2 separate regions of the Gossypium hirsutum genome follow, and region 1 is linked to region 2. A link is a contact called in public Hi-C data. All regions are on one chromosome and are shown on one strand. The core of a region is the stretch at or near the end of the contact, and the rest is flanking DNA. Distances in the headings are between cores, read along the strand shown.

Region 1 (6,552 bases), core at 3,869-6,368, 91 kb before region 2:
CTGATGGAAATTTGTGTTTTTTTATTTTTTGCTCAGCTTCAAACTGTTGTACTTGATACAAAACATCATAATTTATTTAGATACTTCTTGGGAGTGTCTTTATTATTGCCAACTATGTTAAGATGACTTCAAAGATATACTTTTTTTGTTGATTGATTGGAGTCTGCAATTGAATTACACTGCTTTGATTATAAACAGTTCCTTTTCCCCCTCAGGAAAGATCCATCTGTGCAAATCCTGGCTATCGTCGAGTTCACCTGAGTTGATCTCAGTGTCTCCTTTGGCTGTTGTGAGCGGGCAAGAAACCTCTCTTTTAGTGAGGGGTAGAAATCTGACTAATCCTGGCACCGAGTAAGCAAAAAGATCAACTTTGAATTTCTTGATACTTTGTATTTCAGAAATGTTGATTTGAAAACTGTGCAGGATTCATTGTGCATACATGGGTGGATACTCATCAATGCAAATTAATGGGTCAACATATAAGGGAGCCTCATATGATGAGGTAAACATGGGCAGTTTTAAGATTCAGGTTCCATCACCAAAAGCACTAGGTCGTTGCTTCATTGAGGTAAGACTTCATGTCAAACAATTGCTATGTTTTGACTATTTGGGTCATCCTCAGTATTCTGGACGGTTCTGAAGCAGTTGCGTTTTTATTTTTCCCCAAATTTTGAACAGGTGGAGAATGGATTCAAGGGAAACAGTTTTCCTATAATAATAGCTGATGCTGCCATTTGTAAAGAATTGAGACTTCTGGAATCTGAACTTGACACAGAAGTTAAAGCTTCTGATATTATTTCTGAAGAGCATGCTTATGATTCTCACCGTCCAAGGTCAAGAGAGGAAGTGCTGCACTTTCTGAATGAACTTGGATGGTTATTCCAGAGGAGCACTGCTCCCTTGCCCAAGAGTTCTGATCATTCCCTTCGCCGTTTCAAGTTTTTGCTTATGTTCTCTGTTGAGAGTGACTATTGTGCTTTGGTCAAGGTACTTCTTGACATGCTGGTGGAAAGTAACTTGGATATGAATGACCTATCCAAGGATTCGCTGGCCATGCTTTCTGAGATTCAGCTCTTAACCCGAGCAGTGAAAAGAAGGTGTAGGAAGATGGCTGACTTGCTCATACATTATTCTATCAGTAGTAATGATGGAAACTCGAAAAAGTATATCTTTCCACCGAATCTTGAGGGTGCTGGTGGAATCTCACCTTTACATTTGGCTGCATGTACATCTGGTTCAGATGATATGGTAGATGTGCTGACGAATGATCCTCAGGAGGTATGAGCATTACAGTGTCATATTATTATTTATGAGCTGGTTTTTTAGGTTTAATGTAAGGAATTGAAATTTCTCCGTGAAAATCCTTATAAGACTCTTTTAGTTAAATATACATTCCATTTCTTGCAACCTAGATTATAAGTTCTTTAATGAGACACTGCTGATCTTATCCTGGCCCTAAATGAGAAAACCATGTTTAGAGTTTAGACCTTTCTCTCAATTTGTGAAAGGAGATGGGAAGGTGGTGGGTACTTTATTTTTATATATCTTGGTCGAATGTCTCAAATTCCTTTATTTGTAAGCAAGTTTTTGAAGTTATGAATTTTTTTTGTAGATTGGGTTGACCTGCTGGAGTTCCCTTCTGGATGCAAATGGGCAGTCTCCATATGCCTATGCTATGATGAGAAACAACCATTCTTACAACAAATTAGTGGCTGGTAAATATGCTGACAGAAGGAATGGTCAAGTTTCTTTGACTATTGGTGTTGAGGATCAGCACTCAGGAGTGTCTGCAGTGCAGTTAAACAAGATAAGTTTGCGGTTCAAACAAGATCGTAGTTCTTGTGCCAAGTGTGCAGTTGTGGCAACAAGATCTAACAATAGGTTTCCGGGTTCACAAGGTTTGCTTCAACGTCCATATGTTCATTCAATGCTTGCCATTGCTGCCGTCTGTGTTTGTGTCTGCTTATTCCTGCGAGGCTCGCCAAACATTGGCCGTGTTTCTCCCTTCAAGTGGGAAAATTTGGATTTTGGCACAATTTAGTTGTGGTATGGGTAAAAATCATTTTGAAGCAAGTAACAAACTAGGGGCAGGTTGTGCATGGTTCATTGTACTGGAAAATTGAATTGAGCCTAAGGGAATTTGATGGATAAAACTGGGTGGAATAGGGGCAGACTCCATATGCTGCCTGATTGCTTGTGAGCAAACCTGAGATTTGGGATATCCTTTAGGCTATGCTCCTCGTTTTGTATAATGGATTGTGGTAAATTACCAGATCCTAAGACCATACAAAGGCTGATTTTATTTGTTGGATGAGATGATAGGTGAGGTGAAGATGTTGTACGTACAGCCACAAGGCTTGAATGAATATTGCTACTGCTAAAATTTTGGGATGGAAGTGAGGAAGTGGAAAGACAGTGTTGGCAGAGAAGATGTAAGCAATCTGAGAATGAATAGAAATTAAGTTCATTAGTAATGTGCTTTGTATTGTATGTTTCACTTTAATTTGATTCCTTGAGTATTTTAGAGAAGTTATTATGGTTTGTGTTAGTTTCATTATCTATCATTGTAAAGTTGATGAAACAGCCTGTAGCATTGATTATAGTATACCATGTTGTACCATTACCTGATTCACATGTTGCCAAGTTTTTGCATTTCTTACCCTTTCATGGTTGGAATCCAATTACTAATAACATGTTAATTTGTTTGATTTTAAAAATTATATAATTTTTCGTCTGAATTATAACTATTGATTTTTTTAAAAAAAACTTTAAATGCAAAAAATTTTAAAAAAAATGCCCGAGTTTTCGAAAGAGTTTAAAAAATGGAGTTTTTTGTTTTTAAAATTATAAAAAATTAAGGAAATTATTAAGAAAGTTATAAAATTTTTAAAATTCCCAAAATATCCTTAAATTACAGTTTCAAAATAATTTTAAAAATTTTGAATTTTCATGAAATTTCTAAAAAATTTCTAGCATGAACCCAAGACCATTGGAAATTTTTGTAAAAACCCAAATGTTAATTAAAATTATAATTATGCCAAAAATTCATGGAATTCTAAAATTTTTACAAATTCCTAAAAGATATAAAATTTCCAAAAAGTTGTTTAAAACATATTTAACATTCAGAAAATTCCAGAACAAATCTAAAAAGTTGAAAACTTTGATAAAATCCTATAAAGAAAAATCTTGAAAGAACCCTAAGACAGTCTAAAACCCAAATATACACATCTTTAGTTTGAAGGAAAACACATTAGCACTATAAATATACTTTCAACACATAAGCTCACTTTAATATGTTCAAACCATGAGTTCGTCCAAAATACAAATCAAATCATAAATGCATGTCATATTCATCCTATCTTGAGGAGCTTCCCCATTTTCATTCTACTTTATGATTTGATTTGGATTTTAGGTTCTTCCCCAAATTTTAGATAACATTTTTATTTTATGAAAATTTTATTTCTTTTACAACTTTCTGAAAATTTTTATATAATTTAATATTTTTTTTGTATATCTATAATTTTTAAAAAAAATCTAAATATTTTATATTCTTTTGGAAGTTTATAATTTTTAATAATTTTATGTTTTTTAAATAGAAACTTCCACATAACTATAATTTAAAAATATTTTTATAATTTCAAAAATAAATTAAAAAAATTCATTTTTAGGAGGTGTTTTTTTTTATTATTTTATACTTTCAGAAAAATTTGGAAGTTTTAAATTATCATTAAAAGAAATTTTAAAAACACCAAAATGATGCTTTAACTATAGTTGAATGGGTTAAAAACATTGTTTTCAAAATTGAATTGGTTAGACAACCAAATTCCAATCCAATTAGTTTAGTCGCAAAAAAATAACTACAAATAAATAAAAATAATGACATAAAAACCAATTAAACATTCTAAATTCAATTAAAATATTAACATTATCATTCCTAAATGTATTGTAAAATTGAATTTAAAGCACCAAAACCAACATTAACAATATAAATTCAAGTTCCCTAAAAAGATATAAATTTTAGTAAACAACATAATTAATGTCAATTAAAATCATTTCAAGTAATAAACACATTAACAAAATCCAATACCATTCGCATTTATAGACATATAATCCATTAATTAAAAAATACATATACAATTTATTATTAAATGATAGCATCCAAAAGTATTTGATCTGAAGACACATACATACACATTAAAAGTGTGTAAATCTTTAAATCACCTAAAATTTGAGGCTTATAAATATGTTATTGGATTAATAAATACAACAAATTAATTCAATTAATTTTAATTTCAGATTCAAAAGCGATTTAGTGTCTCCATTTGGACCAATACACTTATTATTTTTCAGTTCAACCAGCTAGAAAAACAAGATCGGTTCACTTCCAACAACATTGGTTAAAAAGAGCATACCATCATTTGTTATCGAGTTAATGAATAAGTGACATTGATAATATTAGTAAATAATGCTCAAAATGAAAAATTACTATATGCAACTTAATTATATACAAGGACAAGACATCGCTTTAAAATTTATAAAATTATAAATTAATATATGATAAAATAACATTTTAACCTAAAAATATAAAATTCTAATTTAATACTTGTAAATTATAATAAAATTACATTTTAATTTTCATTAAATTTCCACCCTTCCGCGTCGATTATGCATATTATTACATTGGTATTTTCTAGGGACTATCAAAATTTCTTCGGGCGTACGCAACTATTGCGTAATAGTTGCTGTGTTCGGAAGGTAGTGGTCCGTGTTGTTTGATTTGCTTAATCAACCATAAGGTGTTTGAGAATACGTATGAATGAAAAAAGGTTGATTGGTTGACAAAGTGGGATGGATGACACGCACGTACGTTTGGTCTATTAGCGGTAGGCAGCTCTTGCATGCGTGGACGCGTCTCATCGTGGGATAAATCCAGGACTTAGAATATATATATATGTTTGTTCATATTATTATATATTAATTATTTGGACAAATGGTTCATATATATTAATTATATATATGTTTGTTCATATTATTATAAGGCCGCCCTGACCTCCGGAAAGCGATAGTTTAGGATGAGAAGGCTTGGTCCCAGTCCAAGATGCCGCTGGTAGTGCATGTCCATATCCATCTCCATGTGCATGTGGTTCTAACCTCTTTAAACATTTGCATCATTCTACTTCACACATGTCTTGTCTCTTCTTTTTCTCCTCCCTACCATTTTTATAGTATACATTTTTAGTTCCTTCTGAAATATTTAGAGTTGATATGGGGTGATTTGCATATTTTTAAAGAATTTAATTAAACTACCACCATATTTTTCCATTTTCTTTTGAATTTAATAACTCTTTTGGAATCTTTAGAGTTAAGAGGAATGGTTTATATATTTTAATAAATTTAATTAAATCACTATTGTGAATTTTAATTTTATTATTTATATTTATTTAATTATGCTTTAATCTATATAATTGTATATATATTTTTAACTCTTAAGAGTTTTTTTTTGGGCCAGAAATTCGATGTTTATGGGTCAAGTTAAGTATGATATTAGAACACTTTATGCTTACCCAAGTTTGTCTCGAGTTGAAATATGAGCCTAAAATTTTATCCGAGCCCACTCATATTTAGAAATGGCTAACACAAGTCCAATTTAGGCTCGTCCATAATATTTTTCATTTATCAAAATTTTATATATAGGCATCTTAATATTTTTTAATGTTTTCCTCAAAAAAATATTTTTTAATGTTATCATTATATAGTAGTATATATTCTTATAGATTTAGTTTTTATGTCTTATAAATTACATAATATTTAAAAAATAACACAAGATGCTTAAACTTAGAAAAATGGGTTGGTTCAGGTTCGAGCATTGAACCCATATTTTAAATAGGTTGTAACGATTTGATTTTCATTGGTATCGAAAAATGCGGTTTCAGAATCCCATTTTTGTAAACCGAGTCTGTAGATATAAAATAGGAATATTTACGAAGTTAATATAGAAATATATTGAAGAATGGTCAAGTACTTTAGCTGATAGAATAGTTAATTAAGACTCAGTGACTAAATTGTAAAGTTCAGTTGCCATTGACTTTTAATTAAGGAAAGACTTGAGGACTTAAATGAAAATTAACCAAAGGGCCAAAATGGTTATTTATTCATTTTTCATTGATATTGACAGTGTGTGCCACTTAGATTGGTTAATAATAAAAATTAACATAGTTAAGCCTAATTAAGCTAATTAAGTTAGATTAATTAAGCCTTAATCAATATATATACACACACTAAGTTAGTGGATGAAAAGTGTCATCTTCCCCATTTATTTCTCTTCCAACTGTCCATGCTTAGAAAAACCTAAGGAAGGAAACCATTTTTTATGTTTCTACATTCAGCCATCAATAAGGTAATAAAATCAAGCCTTTTTTTTATAATTATTATAGATTTTTTATCATGAGAACTTTATTTAGTTAGCCCATGTATCAATTTGTTCAATTATTAAATTTTTAGCAAGTTTCCATTGTTGATTAATTAATGAATTAGGTTTGGAATTGATAGATA
Region 2 (6,600 bases), core at 3,329-5,828:
TAATTTGGGTAGTCTTTTAATCATTTGAGCTCTGTTATATGTGGCATGTACTAGGAATTTTTATGCTACTTTATAATGTTAAGTTTGATTTGAATTCTTAGTTCATAATGAACTTGTGATGTATATGTCAAGTTGTGTACATATATATATATGCATATTTTGGTAATATGTTGTGTTATGTATGTTTGGCACTTAGAGATATATAATTGAGCATGAATTGCGTTTATGTTATAAATGGTGGAATGGCTTGTAATGATATAAGTAGGTTGAGATGAATTGGTGCCAAATGTATCATATTGGTTTAGATGTTTAGGAGCATATTTATATGATATGACTTCGTTTTGAATTTGGTATGTTTTGAACATGTATGAATGGTGTTAAGTGAATTCTTTTCACCTATTTGCAAGGTGGATTTGAAACAAGTACCAAATGACCTATTTTTGCACTAAGTAGATTTCTCATCCTGACGTCGTTTTCCTCTTATCACAACATCAGCCAACAGTTTGTGACGTCCCGTTGTCAGGTGGTCCAACGTCGTGACGTGACATACTATTTTGGTGACTTCATGACATGGGGAAAGTCTCATCGTGACGTCATTCTAAACTTTTGAAATCTTTGCAGTTTGGTCTTTGTTCAATCCTGGGTCAACTTTGAGTTTACGAAAGCTCATATAAAGCTTGAGAAAAGTTTAAATTTGTACTAAATGACTTATATGATAGTAGTTAATGATTTTTTGTTCGAATTATCTATTAAATGTCTATAACTGTTTCATTTTGTATTGTATCATTCTGTAGCTCAATTTCGACAATTAGGATGGGTGAGGGGTGTTACAAGGTAGTCCACTTAATTGTGCAATTTTTTTTTAAGTCCAACTTCTTAATTTATGGAAAGCATGTTGGTGTCTATAACTATTTCATTTCTCTTTTTTGCATCAATTAAGTACTTGAAACAAGCTCAATTTAGAAATTAATTCCCTAATGGCATATAATCTTCATTTTATTCATGAAAAACATGAAAATACAATTAAAAAAAACTAAAACTAATCATGAAATCTATTAAATACAGAAAAGTAATAAAAGACATTACAAAGTACTCAAAAATAAGCTCTTTAAGTGCTTTAAAAAGCTTAATTTGACACATCAAAATACGATAAATCAAACTCCCTTACACTTAAGTCATTGCTTATCCTCAAGTAAACACACAAAACATACATAAGACGACCCCTGGAATATTTTGAACAATAAGAAGCGTGGCAATCCAATATTGAATTTATACAAGACCTATCTCACATGCAACTTAAAATTGATGTTTAGCTAACTTAAGTACTCCTAAAGTAAATCTACTTAGTCCACTAATTAAAAAACTAACAAACCTAAAGGCAATTTAAATGAATAAATAATTAATTATGTTATCCATCAACATAAACTATATAAATACATAGTATACATAAAATGTGAATCAAAAGCATTCAATATGCTAATTATATACAAGTCAAGAAGAATATGTAAAGGAAATGTTTATGTCACATAGGTCTTCTAAGCTTATAACATTTTGAGGCTTAGGAAAGTTTGAATTCAAAAGAAGTAATAACTTAAAACGGTTTAAACACTAGAAATAGTAAAGCACATGACATTTTTTTTCCTTTTCTTACCAAATTTTGACCATTAAGCTCACCTCCCTTATCTCTCCTTCTCTCGCCTCCCTTTTATCTCCAAATTATGGAGGATATGGTTCAATATTAGAAGGTACAAAACTAGCAAGTCTAAGTGCATTATGAAAATAAAATGACTTTTTAAGCTCAAAGATATTTCATCGTTTGAGCACATTCTACTAAATCTCATCATCCACTCACATTCATTTGAACATGTTCTATACTTTTATTCACTCACTAAGTTTTTTTACTCTTACATTGCTTTTGTTCACTCACAAATTTAAGCACAGTTTAGCAAGAGTTTATACCTGCCATATTGAGCCATTTCCTCACTTTTTTCGCTTAAATACACATTTTTTATACCACTGTCATGTATATACCTAACCCTCAATATTCATGGCCCAACGTCCATTTCTTAGTGAAAATCAAATATAGGACATTTCATAATGAAGCCTAGAAATTCAAGAGCCATTTTTGCATGTTCCTTTTCTTGGTTGAAAGTTCGGGCTGTTTAAGTTTTGAGTTCTCTCACTTTCTTTTCTTCTTCTTCTTTTTCTTCTTCTTCTTTTTTTTTTTTTTTGCATTTCTCTATTCTATTTCGAACTGTAGAGAGAGTTTCAATTTTTTTTGTTTCAATGTTTTCCCTCTCACATTTCTTGATTCAAATGGTTTCTTAAACCTAACATGTTTTGGCATTTGTGCTGTAATAGGGGAAGAAGGAAGTATTTCTTTAATTCAATTTAATTTGATTTGATTTGTAGTTCTCTTTTCTTAAATATGATCTATTTTGGTACTTAAATTTCATCTGTTTTAGATTTGCAAAAGAAAAAAAAAAGGTGTGATTATATATCTGATTGTAATAAGTTTGATGATTTGGTTGTATATTAAGAAAAAATGAGAATTTTTTTTTTAAATTTGAAACTTTCAATTTAGAATTCTTTATATGTTAAAAATTTCTAAGTTAGTTACTCTATTTTCTTGTCATGGCATTCGATACTATCACGATTACTAAGGAAAATACTTTGTCTTCCATTGAAGAATTAATCATCTAATTTGCAAAGTTTTGATTTGTTTTACTATGAAAAGAAAGGTTTGCAGGTTAAAGTTTCAATTTGTGATAATTAAAAAATATGTGTTAATTTGAGTTCATAAGCCAGAACAGCTAATGGAATTAAAAGAATATTAATATCACTTTTTAAAAATTATTAAAAATATTATTAAGAGATATTTAATCTAAGTCCTTATTATATTTTCAACAAAGAAAAAAATATTTCCTTTTTTTTTTAACAATTTTATTATATATTCTGATCATATTTGCTCTTTTTTTACACAATGTCTAAAACTACCCATAATCCCTCCCTAACCTATAAACAGGAGAATAATGCGTTTCAGCACACTCAAACTTACGTCCTCTTACATTGGCAACAACGCCCATCCAATTGAATTAATACTCAATCGACCAAATTCAGTTGTGTATAAAAATTTTAATCTCTTGCATTAGCAACAATATCTATGCTAATCGAACTAATACTCAATCGACCAAATTCAATTATATATAGAAATTTTAATCTATCACAAGTAAAATCACAATTTTAATTTTTTATAGATTAATCTTGAAAATAAAAAAATAAATATTAATTTACTAAATTAGGGAAGCCCACTTATATAATTTATCCTTAAAAATAATTGAGGAAACTCACCCCATAATCCTTAAGATAGCTCCACCCTGAACAAGGCGACATATGTAAGGGTACGATATCAGAGTTGTGCCCTTCATGGTGTTCAACTGCTCAATGGATCATTGAACTTGTAGGCTTGTAACTATCCTTGATAAGGGTGTCTCATAATGGCTTTTACGTATTGGCATGAATATTCGTAAGGGTCTAGGCTGCTGCTTTATTATTACTCCCAATGGATCTGCAATTATAAATGATAATGACGACCTAAATGATGTCATCATCATCATCATTAATCAATTAATTACATCTGATTTCTATCTTAAGAGAAGCTTGCTTCTTTTTCTTTTTTCTTTTTTTTTTTCTTTTTTTTGAGCAAGAGTTGGTACGTGCGGGTAGCAAAAGCTTGAGACAGAAACGACTGATTGGGTCTAATCAGTGCCTCGTGCATGCTCATGCATGCTGTCCTACTCTTTTTTCTACTGTAGCCCACTTTAACTTTATTGATGTGAACCTTAGCCATAAATTTCATCCTTTTTGTAGAGACTACGTTTTTCTTGTATTATAGTATTATATATATATATGTTGTCTGACCAGTTAATTTGTCAAAGCCAGTAGGTGCATGCGTAATGATTTAGGGGGGCCAGGGGCTTCAATACGATAGATATACGGGTTTCTCTATCCGCTAATTAATGGAAACAAGTCTCTAGACCAGGATTAAACCTTAATTGGAGCGATAATGTTTAATTCTTTATTTGATATTTATTAGAGAGAGAGAGAAGAATTACGTGACCTTAAATTCATCATGAAAATGTATGTTATACGATACATTAGTATAGAGAGATGGAAGAGAAATTATATTCCGAAAAAGAAGAAATAATGTTTGTTGAATTATTAGTAGGGAGTAGGGACACGTGCGGTGCAAGGCATAAATCAATCAAATAAAAATGGTGATTGGATTGGCTACAAAAATTGTTGCTTAATAGTTGATATGTTTTATTACATTATTAAATTTAGACAGACAAAGCAGCATGGGTCATGTTGCATAATTTCTGGTATACTTTCACAATCCAACAGGCGATGGAGAGCATGAGGTTGGGTTGGAGGGATCAAATTTTCTGCATTTCACAATCACGCGCGCCATCATCCAAAGGCCGGGCCCCCCTTCCCCCTCGTGGGCACAATTATTGCCCACGATTGCAGCCCCCCACTCACCTTTTGCTTCCTTATTTATTGCCATCAAATTCCCCTCCTACTATCCCACATCGCATTCACCCTCACCTTACACTATATTGATTGTAGCATGAGGATGATGATAGACTTGGGGAGCCAGAGAGGGCCTCTCCATATAAATACAATAGATATGGCAACCTCTGTGGAGTGTGGGCGGGAAGTTAGGTTCCGGCGATCCTTATGGTCCCTGGTGGAATGTATGGTCCCTTGTTGCGGCTTACCGCCTTCAATGTCAGGCACAGTTTCTAGTGACACGGAATCAAGCCATGGCTCAATCACTACTTCAACGTCAATTTCAACTTCAACATCAACCATCACGGGGACTTTCTTCGGGTACAGGAAGGGGCGCGTGAGCTTCTGCCTGCAGGATGACAGCCGAAGCTCTCCGCTTTTACTGTTGGAGTTGGGTGTCCCTACTGCATACCTTGCCAGAGAGATGCAGTACGGTCTGCTGAGGATAGCGCTGGAGTGCGACGACAAGAGCAAAGAGAGATGCGGGCTTTATAACGTCCCCGTTTGGTCCATGTACTGCAATGGAAGAAAGGTGGGGTTTGCCATTAAGAGGAAGATGAGCAGCAATGATGCGGCGGTGCTTAAGCTCATGCAGTCCGTGTCGGTGGGAGCCGGAGTTTTGCCGGTTTCTCCAAAGTGTGAAGAGGACGGGGAGCTGATGTATATGCGAGCTAGTTTCCAGAGGGTCATTGGGTCACCTCATTCCCACTCATTTCACATGCTTAATCCACTGGGTAGCACTGCTCAGGAACTCAGTATCTTCCTATTCAGATCCTGACATCTCTTTATGTATATATATCTTATTTTCGCACTCCTCCAATACTCTAATCAATTTCAAAACTTAATTTTAAACCCAATTCCACCTTTGAGCCTAGGATTATGTTTTTGCTTAAAAAGAAAAACACTAAAGAGGTTGAGTTGAGTTAAAGTGATAAAATAACCCAATATTTCTTAAGTAGAGTTTGGAAAAAAAAGAATTCAATTCCAATTTTAATTTACACTTAATATTATTTCTAAATATTTAAAATTGTAGAATATATATTGAATGGATAATAAATATTATTATTCCATATAGGATTATTGCAAATTTATTTTCTTTCTTTTTTTTAAACAATTAATACAATAAAGAATTAAACTATGTTCATAATACTGAAAGCACCGCTAGACTTATCACTATTAAGAATCTCAATTAACTACAAAGGAGTTGTTGTCAGAATTTGTACCCCTACCAAATTAGCCGAAACCATATTAGAAATTCAATTAGCAACATGATCAGCTTCTCTAAGAATGTGCGTAGCACTTAATGATCTTTGTCTTGAAGTAATCTCTGAATACGCTTAATCAAAGTTGAATTCAGATTAGCTGAAGTTGTCCCTTGAATTGCTTGGATTTCTTGACTATCAATTTTGATCAAAATTCTATTCACCCCTATTCTTATAACTAGAATGGATAAACTATCAAGAATAACTCATAATTTGACTTCAAAGGCATGAGCACACACCCAAAAAATGATTAAAGCCCAAAATTCATTCCCCTAGGTGATTTCGCAACACCACCTTCAACTGCAAAACCTATAATCAAATTAATTGTCCCATTAATATGTAGATGAGTTCTTTTATCTAGTAAATGTTCCCCCCGAGTGGAGGTACATTCTCAATTAAATCCCTCCTTATGTGTGGATAAAAATTATTTCACCCAAATAACAAACACTATAATAATCTCATCAGCTTTTCATAAATTATCTTAGAAAATAAATAAATTTCTATTCTTCCAAATACTCCATACAATGAAAATAAATAGACTTCCCATGTATATGACTTTCGTGTTTGTCCAATTTTGCATCATCGACATAAAGTATTTGTTTTTATTACTTTTAAATTTGGAGTAATTTAGTTATCATTGCAGTTTTTTTTAACCAAATTTGCCATTTCTGTAATCATTATCATGTGATTAATTTTTAAATACAAAGAATTATGGTATAATGTTTTATTTGTTCTTTTAGTTTTACATAAAAAGCCATTTTAACAT

What was found. Hi-C and Micro-C count contacts between places; a contact is called where the count stands out from the background.
Region 1: a Hi-C map of callus shows a contact between it and region 2, with 4 times the contacts expected there. The contact joins the enhancer-like site here to the promoter of LOC107917059 in region 2. A contact is called at or near these places in 6 of 34 Hi-C or Micro-C datasets (callus, leaf and seedling).

The regions. Positions count from the first base shown.
Region 1 is chrA01:18,928,072-18,934,623 of Gossypium_hirsutum_v2.1, reverse strand. LOC107917867 (squamosa promoter-binding-like protein 14) reads left to right here. Exons shown (of 12, transcript XM_016847235.2): 9 at 216-351; 10 at 424-568; 11 at 679-1,278; 12 at 1,613-2,628. The coding sequence ends at 2,041. Among protein-coding and RNA genes, the nearest start is that of LOC121229639, 6.6 kb to the left of the region's middle. Within about 2 kb of position 5,118, at least 4 of the 9 cell types and tissues checked have an H3K27ac peak or open chromatin away from gene starts, as enhancers often do. A contact at or near this core is called in leaf, where this site is marked.
Region 2 is chrA01:18,836,454-18,843,053 of Gossypium_hirsutum_v2.1, reverse strand. LOC107917059 (protein MIZU-KUSSEI 1) reads left to right here and starts at 4,578. Exons shown (of 1, transcript XM_016846451.2): 1 at 4,578-5,424. The coding sequence starts at 4,631. The coding sequence ends at 5,350.